Regions from separate parts of the Mus musculus genome. Here regions 2, 3 and 4 are each linked to region 1. Evidence: chromatin contacts called from public promoter capture Hi-C data. All regions are on one chromosome and are shown on one strand. The core of a region is the stretch at or near the end of the contact, and the rest is flanking DNA. Distances in the headings are between cores, read along the strand shown. Region 1 holds the start of Arhgap17 (Rho GTPase activating protein 17). Region 2 holds the start of Cog7 (component of oligomeric golgi complex 7). Region 3 holds the start of Ubfd1 (ubiquitin family domain containing 1). Region 4 holds the start of Palb2 (partner and localizer of BRCA2).

Evidence for each region. Promoter capture Hi-C pulls out the DNA fragments that hold promoters and counts their contacts. Capture Hi-C pulls out chosen DNA fragments and counts their contacts.
Region 2: a promoter capture Hi-C map of liver shows a contact between it and region 1, with 3 times the contacts expected there. The contact joins the promoter of Cog7 here to the promoter of Arhgap17 in region 1. A contact is called at or near these places in 2 of 484 Hi-C or Micro-C datasets (B cells and CD4 T cells), 1 of 115 datasets of contacts at active chromatin or transcription factors (astrocytes) and 2 of 9 other capture datasets (adipose tissue and liver).
Region 3: a promoter capture Hi-C map of liver shows a contact between it and region 1, with 3 times the contacts expected there. The contact joins the promoter of Ubfd1 here to the promoter of Arhgap17 in region 1. A contact is called at or near these places in 11 of 39 promoter capture datasets (the 3T3-L1 cell line, the C10 cell line, the HPC-7 cell line and 7 more), 4 of 484 Hi-C or Micro-C datasets (CD4 T cells, LSK cells and regulatory T cells), 3 of 115 datasets of contacts at active chromatin or transcription factors (astrocytes, cardiomyocytes and microglia) and 2 of 9 other capture datasets (adipose tissue and liver).
Region 4: a contact with region 1 is called in a promoter capture Hi-C map of embryonic stem cells, with 2.8 times the contacts expected there. The contact joins the promoter of Palb2 here to the promoter of Arhgap17 in region 1. A contact is called at or near these places in 11 of 39 promoter capture datasets (the 3T3-L1 cell line, 3T3-L1-derived adipocytes, the C10 cell line and 7 more), 2 of 484 Hi-C or Micro-C datasets (B cells and CD8 T cells), 3 of 115 datasets of contacts at active chromatin or transcription factors (astrocytes, neural tube and pro-B cells) and 2 of 9 other capture datasets (adipose tissue and liver).

What each region holds. Positions count from the first base shown.
Region 1 is chr7:123,368,082-123,371,496 of GRCm38.p6, forward strand. It overlaps Arhgap17 (Rho GTPase activating protein 17), which reads right to left and starts at 1,834. Exons shown (of 20, transcript NM_144529.2): 1 at 1,673-1,834. The coding sequence starts at 1,725.
Region 2 is chr7:121,980,187-121,983,601 of GRCm38.p6, forward strand. Cog7 (component of oligomeric golgi complex 7) reads right to left here and starts at 1,507. Exons shown (of 17, transcript NM_001033318.3): 1 at 1,231-1,507. The coding sequence starts at 1,399.
Region 3 is chr7:122,065,630-122,069,044 of GRCm38.p6, forward strand. It overlaps Ubfd1 (ubiquitin family domain containing 1), which reads left to right and starts at 1,569. Exons shown (of 7, transcript NM_138589.2): 1 at 1,569-1,855; 2 at 2,035-2,364; 3 at 3,152-3,360. The coding sequence starts at 1,654. It overlaps Ears2 (glutamyl-tRNA synthetase 2, mitochondrial), which reads right to left and starts at 1,457. Exons shown (of 9, transcript NM_026140.3): 1 at 1,276-1,457. The coding sequence starts at 1,414.
Region 4 is chr7:122,131,458-122,134,872 of GRCm38.p6, forward strand. Palb2 (partner and localizer of BRCA2) reads right to left here and starts at 1,489. Exons shown (of 13, transcript NM_001081238.2): 1 at 1,263-1,489. The coding sequence starts at 1,310. It overlaps Dctn5 (dynactin 5), which reads left to right and starts at 1,584. Exons shown (of 6, transcript NM_021608.3): 1 at 1,584-1,724; 2 at 2,712-2,780. The coding sequence starts at 1,677.

The sequences.
Region 1 (3,415 bases), core at 584-3,083:
CAAGACTCATAGGAAAGACTCTCCCGGTGCTCAAATAGCCAACACGAGCAGGTAAAGAGGACGTTTGAAGATAGAAAGCAGGTAGCGCATGGCCTCAAGACGGTGCCCATCCAAGACATCAAGGATCTTCTAAGGACATGGAGACTGAGAGAAGTGAAGAGCATGAAAGGTTATCTATCGGCCAGGTGTGGTAAGAGAGGCTTATGGGAATTCCAGGAAGAGGTTAACATATAAGAAACATAGGCCTCCTGTGGGAACTGAAAGTGGGCAAGTCTGGCCAGAATGTAAAACTAGGAAGAGAGACTAAGGAGAAGCAGGGGCCCACAAAACCCTAACCAGCTTTCAAGGCAGAAAGCTCTCAAGACTTTGCATAAAACCAGCAACTTTCCCTTGTCCCACACAGGACGAAACCTAATCAATAACAAATCTAACAAAGGCATTGTGGCAGCCACTAAGTTTTGATTCTGCCATGCATATCTGCAAGGAGTACAAGACTCACAAGAAAATTATCACTTCTCATCATATTTCTTGTTCATGCCATTAGGATTACTCGCCTTGACCCTAGTCTTTCTCTAACTCTACACGCAACAAAAAACTAGGCATGTGTGGGTTTAAGGGGCAGGGACTGAGTCTGGATAGAGGATACCAAGATTACATGATGGAGGGATTTTTCTTCCCTTCTATTTTTCTTTTTAGAAATTCAATAACAAAACTTAGCAAAAGGTTGGGGGAAATGAAACATTGTAAAAAGCAAATTTAGAAAACCCAAGAGGAAGTAAAAGTATTTTCGTACACATAAAAAAAGAAGTGTCTCACGTGCTTCAACCAAACCAAACTGTCCTTAACTGCTAAGGGAGGAGGGTAACAGCAAGAGCTGTGAAAAACCCATCTATCTTCGTGCAGAATAACCAGCAAATTGGTTCGGCAAAGCTATCCGCCCTGCAAGACCTTGAAATATTTGTTCCAGATAGCACAGCACATGACAACAGCCTCCTGAAAGCTCTAAAAACCGCAAATCGTTCCTGTTCTACAGCCTACTCATCTACTGTCCCTCCTGTATTCTTTCATTAAAAAAAAAAAAAATCAGTTTCTTGTCAAGCACTCACTCAGTGTCAGAAAATACCACATCCAAGGTGAGATGAGAAAAGGCATCCTTTTCGCTTTCCAAACCTCTAGACCTCAAGAACTCACAGCAAACTCCCAAAAGCCTGGATTTTGAGACTGCAGTTCTCGATTCCTTCACAGAGGGGAGGGGGGCTGAACTTAACTGGGCAAGCCACAGTAGCCTAACACCCCTTAGGTTCCCAGTGACCAGCAAGCTCTTCTAGGAGGAAGGCTGCAACAGCGGATCAGCGGGGAGAGCCTGAGAACACCGGCCCCAAAGCTGCGCGCCTGGCACTGCGAGAGGCACACAAGTTTACGGAGTTTTCGCACCAGGCGGCGAGCTCCGGCTGGCGGGGACAGGGAGGAGTAAAGACCCTCGTGAGTCTCCCGAGGACGATGCTCCTCCGGCCAGGACAATGGGCAGCGCCCAAGCCGTAGCTAGGCGCAGACCCCCGCCCCGCGGGGCCCAAGGCCGGGCCGCGCCCGGCTCTCCCCGCTCCCCGGCTCCTCGCGCGCAGGACCGGCCCGCCCCCCGCGCGCCCCCCGCCGGCGCGACCCGCGCACTCGCCTGCCGACAGTCTGATTGGCCAGCTGCTTCATGCGGTTGAATTGCTTCTTCATGGCGGCGGCGGCGGTGGCGGCGCGGCAGGCGGGCGGAGGAGAACTGGGGACCGTCTGGCGGGTCCTACCTACATCGCTTCCCGGCCCCGGAGGCGGTGACGGAGGCTACAATTCGGCCCCGCCCCTCGCCGCGTCACTTCCAGCGTCGCCGCCCGCCCCTACCACGAGTTGGGCCGAGCCTAGCCGAAAGAGGCCGAAACCAGAGAGGTGGAACAGGTGCGGACGGACCCAACATGGGCGGAGTTAAGTGGTTCAGGGCGGGGACCAATGAGGCCGCGCCGAGGTGGGTAGAGCCGAGCCGAACAGGGTCGAAACTAGATAGGTGGAGCCGAGCTTGGTCCGGCCGAAACCGGAGAAGTCAGGCGTAGCTGGACGGAGCAGAGCTGGGCGAACTTGAGTGGAGCCGAACCAATCGGTGAGCGGAGAGGAATGGAGTTGAGCCAATCGGAGACGGACGAGAGTGGCTCTGCTAAGAAGAGCGGAGACTACCCCAGCCCGGCACCTGGACACAGCGGTTCTGAATTAGAGCTGGGCAGGATGGGCCGAGCAGAGCCAAACTTAGCTACCTACTCTAGTGGTGACAACTAGAACGCAAGTGAGCCTCGCAGATCCTGGTCCGGTCCGGCAAGGCGGAACACAGGGATGGGGTCTTGTCCAGTCGGACCCGGAGTCAGGCCAGCCCGGGAAGGGGTTTGGGGGGAGAAGAGTCCGGCCAAGCCGAGCGGAATAGTAGTCCTAGACGAGTGATGCCCGGTCAAGTGAAGGCGAACTGAAACGAGCTGAGGTTAAGCTGAGCGAGTGGACCTAACCTATAGCGGCGGGTCAGACCAGGGTTTATCCTAACCTAGCAGGAGTGAGCTGAAGCAGATCTATAGGGTGAACCAGCTCCGCGCCCTCAGTACTTGAACTGGTCCATGGGAAAGGCCAAAAGAGTAGGGTCAATCAGATGAGGACCCCCAGACTCCCCAGCCAAAGGAGACTGGCCTTCCCTAGGCCCCTGCACTGATGGGCCTCTGAGTCCCCGCTGCCATAAATGACCGCGAGGTTCTGATTCCCAGCCCTACAGTAACAGGCTGGGGAACTTGGTGGGATCATTTCGCATTGCTGAGCCCTTTCGTCCAACTGAGCCAAGTTAGTTTTATGACCCGCAGCCATGTCCTCCTGACTTGGCAGCCTTGGCTCCACACAACATTCCCTGTGCCCCGTGGGCTAAGGCATCCTTTACAGGCTGTGCGATGGTTTAAAGTGTCAACGTGACAGAATCTAGAATCACCTTGGAAACAAATCTCTGTGTGTGTCTGTGAAGAAGTTTCTACATCAGGTTAATTGACGTGGGAAGATCCACTCTAAATGTGGGCCACAGCATTCCATCATCTGTGGCCCCAGACCGCAGAAAACTAGCTGAGTTAGGAGCTTTCGTCTCCTTCTGCTTTCTGAACGTGGAGGCAGTGTGGTCTTCCTGCGAGCTGCCTCAAAAAACTGTCTATTGCAGTGCCTTCCCCATCATGGTAAACATCCCTTCCTAGAACTGGAAGCTGGTTTAAATCCTTCCTCCCTCACATTGCTTCTTGTCCTGCATTTTCTTAAAACAGAGAGCAAAATAACTAATGCAGGATGCATCTTGAGCTCAAAGAACAAGAAAATTAAAAATCTGTAGCGATTACAACACAAGTGTGGACCCTCAAGTCAG
Region 2 (3,415 bases), core at 257-2,756, 1.4 Mb before region 1:
CACATGCAGATGTGGGGAAAATATGCCTGGAAACCAAGCTGCAGCACCATAACCCAGGCTATCTATGTGGTACTGTGTCCTCAACACAGTGAAGCAGCAAGGAGGAGCACTGATTCAGCAACATATATTCTCTCTTTCTCTCTCATTCTCTCTCTCTCTCTCTCCCCCCCCTCTCTCTCGTCTTCTCTCTCTCATTCTCTCTTTCTTCCTCTCTCTCGCTCTCTCTCTCTCTCACACACACACAGTTAAAGTCTTCATTCAGGATGGCCCATCTTCCTTAGCTTACAAAGATATATTAATGGATTTGTGTCATTCTCATATACTGCTAAATACTAGGACCAGTTAACTATTAAATGCTCTCAAAAGTGACTCTTTATGCCAGGCATGACAGAACATGTCTATAATCCCAGAATTTCAGAATCAAAGGCATGAAGATCAAGAGTTCAAGGTCACCCTCCATCATAGAGCAAATTCAAGGCCAGTATGGGTTACATGAGAGTCTATCTACCCCACCACCTCCAAAAGGCCTTCTTTCAAGATTTATTTTTTAATTACATTCACCCATGTTTGTCTGTGTGTCAGTATGTGCATGTGAGTGTTTATGCCCAAGGAGGCCACTGAATCCCATGGAACTGGAGTTACAGGTAGTTGTGTGCCAACTGATGTGGGTGCTGAGAATTAAGTTTAGGTTCTCTACAAGAGTAGTAACCACTGAGCAATTACTCCAAACCCAAAGAGCTTTTTTTGGGGGGGGGGGGCACATATCTGTAATGCCAGAATTAGGGAAGCTGGGGCAGAAGGCGAGTTTGAGGCGAACCTAGGCGACAGAGTGAGACTGTAAATAAGAAGGGGGAAGGAGAAGGAAGAGTAAAAGAGCGTGCGAGAGCCGGCGAGAGCGATCCTATAGCCTAGGCCGGCCTCGAACTCACTTTGCAACTGAAGCTGGCTTTGAATTCCTGACCGTCCAGCACCACCTCCCCAGTGCGGAAATTAACGGCGGTCGCCACCACTCCCAGATTGTTATTATTATTATTATTGGGGTTTTTTTTTTGTTTTTAGTTTTTAGTTTTTAAAGGAAATGTTATGGCATCGTCGGACGTGAACACCAAAGCCTAGACCTAACTCAGACTACTGCAGGGCTCGCTTTCCCACCAAAGGAGAGGCTTGGCCCCTGGGCCCGGTCCTGCAGTCGGGTGCCGGGGCGGGCGGGTGGGCGTCTGCGTGGCTCACCCTCCACGGCGTGGTTCACCTCCTGGATGAACAGCTGCAGCTTCATTACCAGGGTGGCTGCGTGACCGTCCGCCTTCCCCGCCGCCCCGTCTTTGGGGCCGGCTCTGAAGGCCGCATTAATCCAGTCCTTCACGTCGAAGTCGTCAGCCAGGAACTTGGAGAAGTCCATGGCGCGCGGTCTCCGGGTTGGCGCCGAGCGACACCGCCTTCGGGACACCCGTCGAAACCCACCAAGCTTTACTTGCCGCCCCGTCAGCGCACTCGCGCCGAGGCCGAATGTCCCTCGTCGCGCGCCGTACTTCTTCCGGAAGTCGGTGCCTATTACCATAGCAACTGTTCCTGTTAGAGCAGCGAGCTTCGCGCAGTCCGGACAGGTACGACAGTTCGTTTTCTGCTCTTATTTGTCGAGCAGTAAACTAAGTAAACGCGTGTTTCCTCAAGACTAGAAGATTGACGTCTGAGAAGGGAGCAGCTGAGAAATATAAACTCTGTATGTAGGAGTAATGTTGCTAGTTTTCCGTCCTCACTAAATGCATACAGCAGTTTGGGTTTTTTGGTTTTTTGGTTTTTTGGTTTGGTTTGGTTTTGCTTTGAGACAGGGTTTCTCTGTGTAGCCCTGGCTGTCCTGGAACTCACGTTGTAGACTAGGCTGGCCTCGAACTCAGAAATTCGCCTGCCTCTGCCTCCCGAGTGCTGGGATTAAAGGTGTGCGCCACCACGCCCGGCAGCAGTTTGGTTTTTTTTTTAATTTTATTTTATTTTATATGGAGTGTTTTGCCTCTGTATGTGTGTGACCCACTTGCCTGTCTGGTGCGGGCAGAGGCCAGATGAGAATGAAAGATCTCCTGGAAGTGGGATGTTACATGTGGTTATCAATGCTGGGAGTGGAACGCAGGTCCTCTGGAAGAGCTGCCAGTACTATTAACCGCTGGACCATCTCTCCTCATAGATTTCTATAGATTTGATAATGGTCTCCCCTAACTCTGGTCTAATTTCAGTAATCTTCAATAATCTTCAAAAATTACTTTTCCTCCAATTCTTCCACTCATTTTCCATCATTTTCTTTACTAGTTAGGTTTTTTCTTTCTTTCTACCTTTCTTCCTTCTTCCTTTCTTTCTCCGATTTTTTTTTTTTTTTTTGCTCTTGTCTAGTATAGCAAAGTAGAGGATGTTGTTGTTGTTGTGAGGATGTTGTTGTTTGTTTGTTGTTTTTAAAGACGGGTTCCGTTCTTCTATCCTAGAACTCAAACCCATGCCTCAAAGATCGAACCTCCCACATGCTGGGATTTCTGGCTTAAGCCACCACTGCATGTTCTAGCGTTGGTTTCTAATTTAATTCCGTGTATCAGGAACACATATTATGACTCTGTTCTAAATGTACAGAGACTTGCTATGGCCTTAATATTTGTCTGTCATGGAGAAGAGTATATGTGCACTTAAAAATATGTACAGTACCCAAAAGGAGGACATGGTGTTGTGGGGAATGGATACAGCTAAAGGTAATAAGCAAAAGAAGCCAGAAGACGAAGTTCACGTTTTCTCTCAGTTCTGGATCCAGATTGTATAAACACCTAAAAGAATATCTAACATGAGAGCAGAGGAAAGACACGGGAGGAAAAAGAATGGAAGGTGGAGGTGGGAAAGAGGGAAGATATGCAGAAGGGAACAGGGGTAAAATGCATAGTACAGTTAGGTAGATTGTCTTTATGAAACACAGCACTATGGACATGAATATTCAATATAAAGAAGAGGAAGCAGAGAAGGGAGGAAGAAAATCACATGTCTGACTTCATGTGGTGATACACGCCTGCAATCCCAGCACTGGGGATGCAGAAAGAGGAAGATTCCTTAAGTTTGAAATCATTTAGGCATACGTAGCAAGACCCTGTCTCAAAAACAAACCAAACAGCAAAAAAGAAATATATAGTCGGGTGTGGTGCCACACGCCTTTAATCCCAGCACTCGGCAGGCAGAGGCAGGTGGATTTCTGAGTTCGAGGCCAGCCTGGTCTACAAAGTGAGTTCCAGGACAGCCAGGGCTATACAGAGAAACCCTGTCTCAAAAAAAAAAAAAAAAAAAAAAAAAAAAAAGAATAAGAAAAGAAAGAAATATATGCAGTCATTGAATAAGTGTTCCATGTATTTTAGTAAAGATGATCATTAGTGTCCTTCAAAACATATGTCCT
Region 3 (3,415 bases), core at 319-2,818, 1.3 Mb before region 1:
GGAACTCTTTCCAAGTTAAAAACCAAACAAAAACCCAAAAATGTAAACTTTCAATTAATTTTAGCTATCATAGTGATCTACACTGCTTGTCAACTCTTTCCCATTTGGGCTTTTCCTGCCAGTCAGCAAAGAAATGAAAACAGTAATTGTAGTAGAGGCAGTGCTTGCTAAGTGCCTCTGCTGTACTGGCTCAAACCCGTCAGACAGGCACTATTATTAGCCCTACTTGACAAATCACAAAATTGGGACATAAACAGAGCAAATAATTCTGCCAAAGCAACACATCTAGGGATTGGCAAAGACAAAAATATAGATGCAGAAAATGCCAGGCCTTGGATGCCTGCATAAGTGCTTCTTCCAACAAGGTGAGTATCCCAGTTCATGTTGACCATAGGTAAACACAGACACTGTGATACTTAGATACTTGCAGTCATTTGATAAGCTATTTTACATCACTGAGACTAACAAAAAGAAAGATGATTTTGTTCTCTCGGTTTTGAGACACTCATTTTCTCCCTAGCAGTTTCGTTTATATCAGTCTTAAAAACAGATTCACAACAGTTAACTATGAACCAGGGCTTCTACCACATATCGAAGTTCCACAATCTACATTGCCTGCCTGGAGGTAATGCGTTCTTCCTGTGCAGCTGAGACTCAGAAATATCTTTTCCTGCTGACCCTAGACCTAGAATGAACGGTTGCTCAGTGTGAACAGGGTAGAAGGTGGCTTGAACTAAAGGTTGGGAATTTGTGGGAAGGGAGGAGACACAGAATTCCTAGCAAGATATACATGGGCCTCTGTTTTCTTCTGACTTGCTAAGCTGCCAGCAAACTCAGGCTTTTGTGCATGTCGTTTCCTCTTAGGCTTCAAGCGGGTCTTCTTGACACTTGTTCTCAACTCAAATGTTACCTCTTCAGCAATACCTTCTAGGGCGCCCTATCCCGCTTCACTGCCAAAATGGACACATATGACTCTAGGATTTGTCGGTTTCTTCAAAGCCAGAACCCTGACTTTTCAATGACCACTGCATTATAGCGCATAGGCCTTGGCATAAAGTCTATACGCTCTGCACACAGCGTGCAATAAGAAAGGACAGAGACAATACAACAAGGAAACTTCTAGCAATCTCAATCACTTCAAATCCTAGCCCTCCACCTCCGTCTCTTTAAAACGGGGTCGCGCAGACAACCCCGGAAGGGACTGTTTCTGGAACTTTCGGGGGCGGGGACGGGAAGGTGGGCTGCGGCGAGCGGCGTCACGTCCGTTAGGATTACCTGTGGGGCTGGGAGCGAAGCGCACTCGCACCGGGGCCCCGGGATCTGGGCCCAGACTGGCCTCGCGCCGCCCCACGCGGTGCCCGAGGGCCACCACGTGCGGCTCGGCCAGCAGAAGCCTCTTGAGGGGCGCCGCCATGTGGACTAGAAACACACACGTGGGCTCCTTCGCGCGTCACTTCCGCTCGGCGGGGGGGAAAAAAATCACTCCAACCAATCAACTTTCGCCACAGCGAGCGCGGCCCTGCCACTTAAAGGCGTAAGCCGCCTATCTGGGCTGCTCACGCCCCTCTGGACTAGGGCGGCGATGCGCCGCCGCTCGGGGACCGAGCGCTGCGAGCAGGCGATCTCCCAGACCCGCCCCCTCCGGCTGCGGGAATGCTAAAGCGTGGCAGGGGCCGGCCCGGGAAGCGGAGGAGGCGGGTCTCCATAGAAACCTCCACCTGTTTCCGGCCAGCCTGTGTGAAATTAGGGGCTGGTGCGGGGGCCAATCTCCGCCAGCTCGCTTCTTCCCGGCGGCCCCTGCGGTCGTGGTGGGTGTTGTACACAATCATCATGGCGGCGGCCGGAGCCCCGGATGGTGAGTGTGGCGGGGAAGGCGGTCGGTCGGCGGCTGAAGAGCTTGCGGACGCTGCCGGGGTCGTGGGACCGGGCCTGGCCCCGGAGGGAGGAGCGTGGCGCGGCAACGACGGTGCCCGGGCCCGTTCTCGTCGCAGGCCGGGCTCGTGGCGAGCACCCACCCCCCTAACCCCTTTGCAGGCATGGAGGAGCCAGGCATGGACACGGAGGCCGAGGCTGTGGCCACCGAGGCGCCCGCACGGCCCCTCAACTGCGTGGAGGCCGAAGCAGCCGTAGGGGCAGCGGCGGAGGACTCCTGCGACGCGCGAGGCAACCTGCAGCCGGCCCCGGCCCAGCCCCCTGGGGACCCTGCGGCCCAGGCCTCGGTCAGCAACGGCGAGGACGCGGGCGGCGGTGTGGGCAAGGAGCTGGTGGATCTGAAGATAATCTGGAACAAGACCAAACACGACGTGAAGGTCCCTCTGGACAGCACGGGGTCCGAGCTAAAGCAGAAGATTCACTCCATTACAGGTATTCGAGGAGCTGACACCCGACTGCTTCTACCCACGACCTACCTTCTAGCTCTTGATGCTTACGTCGTGCTAAACTGTTAGCGATTTTCTTGCGCCTAGACTCCCGCTATCCTCACTGCAGTTTTCTGAAATCAGTACTTGTATGTCCATTAGTAATCAGAGAGGGAAAATTAGGCCCAGAATGATAGTGGTACCACCAAGTGGTGGAGTGAGATGCAAGCCTGAATCTTGAGTATTAAGGCTCACCCTTCTAACTAATGTTGGACTGTCATTGCTAGGCGCGGTATTTATGAACTTTACAGGAGATTCTGAACAGGTCCAGTATTTAGCCACGGATTTATTTTCAGCAGACAGATCAGTTTCATAAGGGAAGTTCATGAAACAGTGTTATCAACTGTCCTAATGGCCCTTTATAAATATTCATACATGGCCGTTTTATTTGTTTTGGTTTGCTACTTGAAATACTTTCCTTAAAGCTTTCTCCATGTATCGGGTAAAAAGCTTATTGGCTTTCTGTATCTCCTACACTTGGGAATTTTCAGTATTTAAGTGGATAGAAGATAGAGTTATAACTTGGAAACAATGATACCTAGACATCAAACAATTCTAAATACCTTACATTCATGTAGAAGGACCAAGTTTTACCAATCAAATAGTCCTGGTGTTCTGAACTCCTTCAAGTTCACAAAGCTGATAGTTGATGGACCAGTATTCACTTCCTGTTTTGTTATAGAAGGGGGATGGTCCACGCATTTCCTGCTTATTCCTTTCCACTTTTTGTCAAGGTCTCCCACCTGCCATGCAGAAGGTCATGTATAAAGGACTTGTTCCTGAAGACAAGACTTTGAGAGAAATAAAAGTGACCAGTGGGGCCAAGATCATGGTGGTTGGTTCTACTATAAATGATGTTTTAGCAGTAAACACCCCGAAAGATGCTGCCCAGCAGGATGCAAAGGCTGAAGAAAACAAGAAGGAGCCCCTCTGCAGGCAGAAGGTGAGACCATTCGGCATCTGCTTGTGGTCCTGGGAATGTAGAGACTGGTTACAGT
Region 4 (3,415 bases), core at 239-2,738, 1.2 Mb before region 1:
TACAAGACAGGGAAGTGCAAGTGGGTTTTCCAGAGGCTTCACTTTTAGGTATGTTTTTGTTTTGGTCATTAAAAATTAAGAAAAAAAGTTACTAACAACTTAAACTTTTCTTAAGCACTTTCCCCACCTCATTCCCCAGCACTTTTGTGGGACTCCAGCACTTCTGTGCTAAAGTCACTTTAGTCCCCATCCATTCTCAGACACATAATAATAAAAATGGCAGATACTTTCATAATGTGCTTCAGTTAGTCCTAGGGAATTTTGTGACTTTAATGTCCAATGACTCAATTAGCACTCACAATAACCCTAACAAATAGATTCTATTATATAATCATCCTCCTTTGAGATATGCAAACTGAACAGAGAATAAGCAGTTCCTCCAGGATGCTGCCATTTATAACTGCTCCATTTAACACCCCCCCCACACACACAGAGGTTTCATATCATATATATTTTGATTCATAATAGCAGCAAACTGCAGTTATTAAGTAGCAACCAAATTATGGTCATGGGCCACCACAACATGAGTAATTCTGATCTTAACCTGTTATCTTGTCCTCAATCTTATCAGTAAGTAGGAGTTATCTTGTTTATTTGTAAATGATCTTTACCACCCTTAGAAGGTAAGACAGGATAGGAAGACAAATTAATGTGAATTCTAATTTTGCACAGAAAGCACAAGAACATGGAAGTAATATTTAAGTCTTGCAGGAGAATAATATTCTGAGCCTGAAAGAAATGAGAGCTCCTTCTAACTACTACACTAAATTTGTATGCACACACACAACACCTGTTCATTATATGTAATATTTATATTATTTTCTTCCCCTCATCTTGTTCCAACGTGGGTCTTAAACATGGAGAACACCAGCTGCAGAACCAACCAGAGTACACGTTATAACCATCCCCTTCTCCAATGTAAACCTATTTTGGAGGTCAAGCCCTAACAGACAAACACGAAAATGTATATATATAAGGCTGTTGACGTGACGTGAAAGATTTATGTGACGGGGCCGGAGTGGAGTGGGAGAGAAGAGGGCCTCTAGGTTTACCTATATGTAGTTTTACACCTAATATTTATGCAGTGCCACTAGAAGATGGGTTTGGCTCGTCTGCATTTTAAGCTTCGCCACCCGAGCAGCGCGCTCGTCTCAGTGACTTCTCGTGGAGGCTGTAGGTAGGAGGACACTGCCTCGGATACAGGAACTAGGTTTGAAAACCCAGCCTAAAGCCCTGGGTCACCCTTCCCGCAACCCGGGCACCTTTTCCTTCTCCGCATAGCTGAGGGGCTTCCCGGAAAGCTCTTCCATCGGGTTGGAAGCCGAACGCAAGGAGCAGCCGTCTCCAGCCTCGGGCCTGTGGTCACGGGGACCCAGCCAGGGCTTCCTAGGGCCAAGAGGAACCCCTGGGAAGAACGGGGACCTAGTTCACCCCCACTATGTTCCTGCCGAGCCACACAGGTTCCGCGCGCTAGCCGCTCTGGCCAATTAAAACCTCTGTTCGCTCTGCGCACGCGCAGCTGGAGACTGCCGAGCGATCGAGCAGGCTTGACTAGAGGAGAGTCGAATGAGAGTCCAGGGCGGGGATAGCGGAAGTGGCCGATCAACCGGAAGTAGCTGGAATCACCGTCTGCCTGAGCTACTGACAGGATCCTGAGGTTCAGAGAGGGGGAAGCCATGGAGTTGGGCGAACTGCTGTACAACAAGTCGGAGTACATCGAGACGGTGCGCGTGTGGCGACCCTGCCGCCGCTGGCAGTCACGGGACCCTCGAGGACTGGACGGTCGCCCCTCCCGTCCCGGCTGCACTGGTTCCCGTTCCCTCAGTCCCTTCCTTGGATGACTTAGAGATGCTTCGTGTTTCATCTGATTGTTATTTAGTCGGTGCATGCATGCATTAGGCTCTCTTCTCCTTCATCTCGTGTGTGTGGGTGTGCTGTGTAGCGGGGGAGGAAAGTGTGGATGTGGGAGAGTTTCTATGCATATATATCTATGTGTGTGCATATACACACGCCTGAGTTTCCTGTTAAATAATGTCTTCCAGAGGAATACACAGTACAGCCTATTCATTCTGTATATAAATTACATTTTCAGACTCCGGGCCCTTTTTAAAAATAATATTTCACAGTCTGCTTACGTGCTAAGACGTTATTGTTTCTATTCGTCAACTCATAATACAACATATGTAAACTGCCCCCGTTAGGGTTACTATCATTATTTTTTCTGTGTGTCTGTGATCATGGAAAAGTAATTTTCCTCACTGAAGGCTATGAAACCGTAATATGGAAGTGGGGTCTGAATGCACATCAGTCATTAGACCGCTCATTAGATACCGATCCTGAATTCATTTCTTGAGCTCTCAGTTCCTGATCTACCCTTGCTCTTTTGATAGATTGGATTCAGTTCCTGAGTGCTCTTATCACGGAGCCGTGCCCACAGCCTTCCCCCCCCCCCCCCAGTGCATTCCTTCTCCAGTTTGTTTTTGTTTGTTTGTTTGGTGATGGAGTCTCACTTCATAGTTTAGTCTAACCCCAAATTCACAGTCACCCCACCCAGAGCTGGGACAGTAGGGGTGCAGTATACATTCAGGCCTCATTCATTTTTAGACTGCCCTTCATTTGAAGTAATTTTCTCCTCAATGTGAGCTTTCATGATGGAAACTGTAGTCCAGAAATCCTCTGTTTTTTCACTCCAGATTTCTGTTTGCTTTTAGGCATCTGGGAACAAAGTTAGTCGCCAGTCTGTTTTGTGTGGAAGCCAGAACATCGTCCTCAATGGCAAGGTAAAGGGCACAGGCAGCTTCAGGAGGTTACCCTTATGCCTTCAGCTAGTCACTGTATCAGCAGGGTATATGGGATAGTGCTGTCTCCAATTTGTCATTTCCAGTTCTCTCTCTTTGTTTTTGTTTTTTTAAACATTTATTTATTTTATGTATATATGAACACATTGTCACTGTCTTCAGACACACCAGAAGAGGGCATTAGATCCCATTACAGATGGTTTTGAGCCACCATGTGGTTGCTGGGAATTGAACTCAGACCTCTGAAAGAGCAGCCAGTGCTCTTAACCGCTGAGCCATCTCTCTAACCCCTCTTTCTTTGTTTTCATTTTTTTCTCCAAATTAGATTTATTGAATGCACAAAGACGATCAGGGAGGAGAAGCCAAAAAAATTAGAGAGCGGCCCATTAGATGGGGAATAAAGAAGCTTTAAGGAAGAGGGTGGGGAGGGCAGTAACACGTGAAATATAACAGGAGAGAGCACAGGAGACACAGGGCAGCTAGACAGAGGGAGAAGAGAGGGGAGGAATTTCTTCTAAACAGAACGTGAACACTTCTGTCATTTTCTTCAGTATTTTATTTAAATAGGATTTACATTGCATTAAATATTATGAGTAAGAACATGGTGGTGGTGGAGG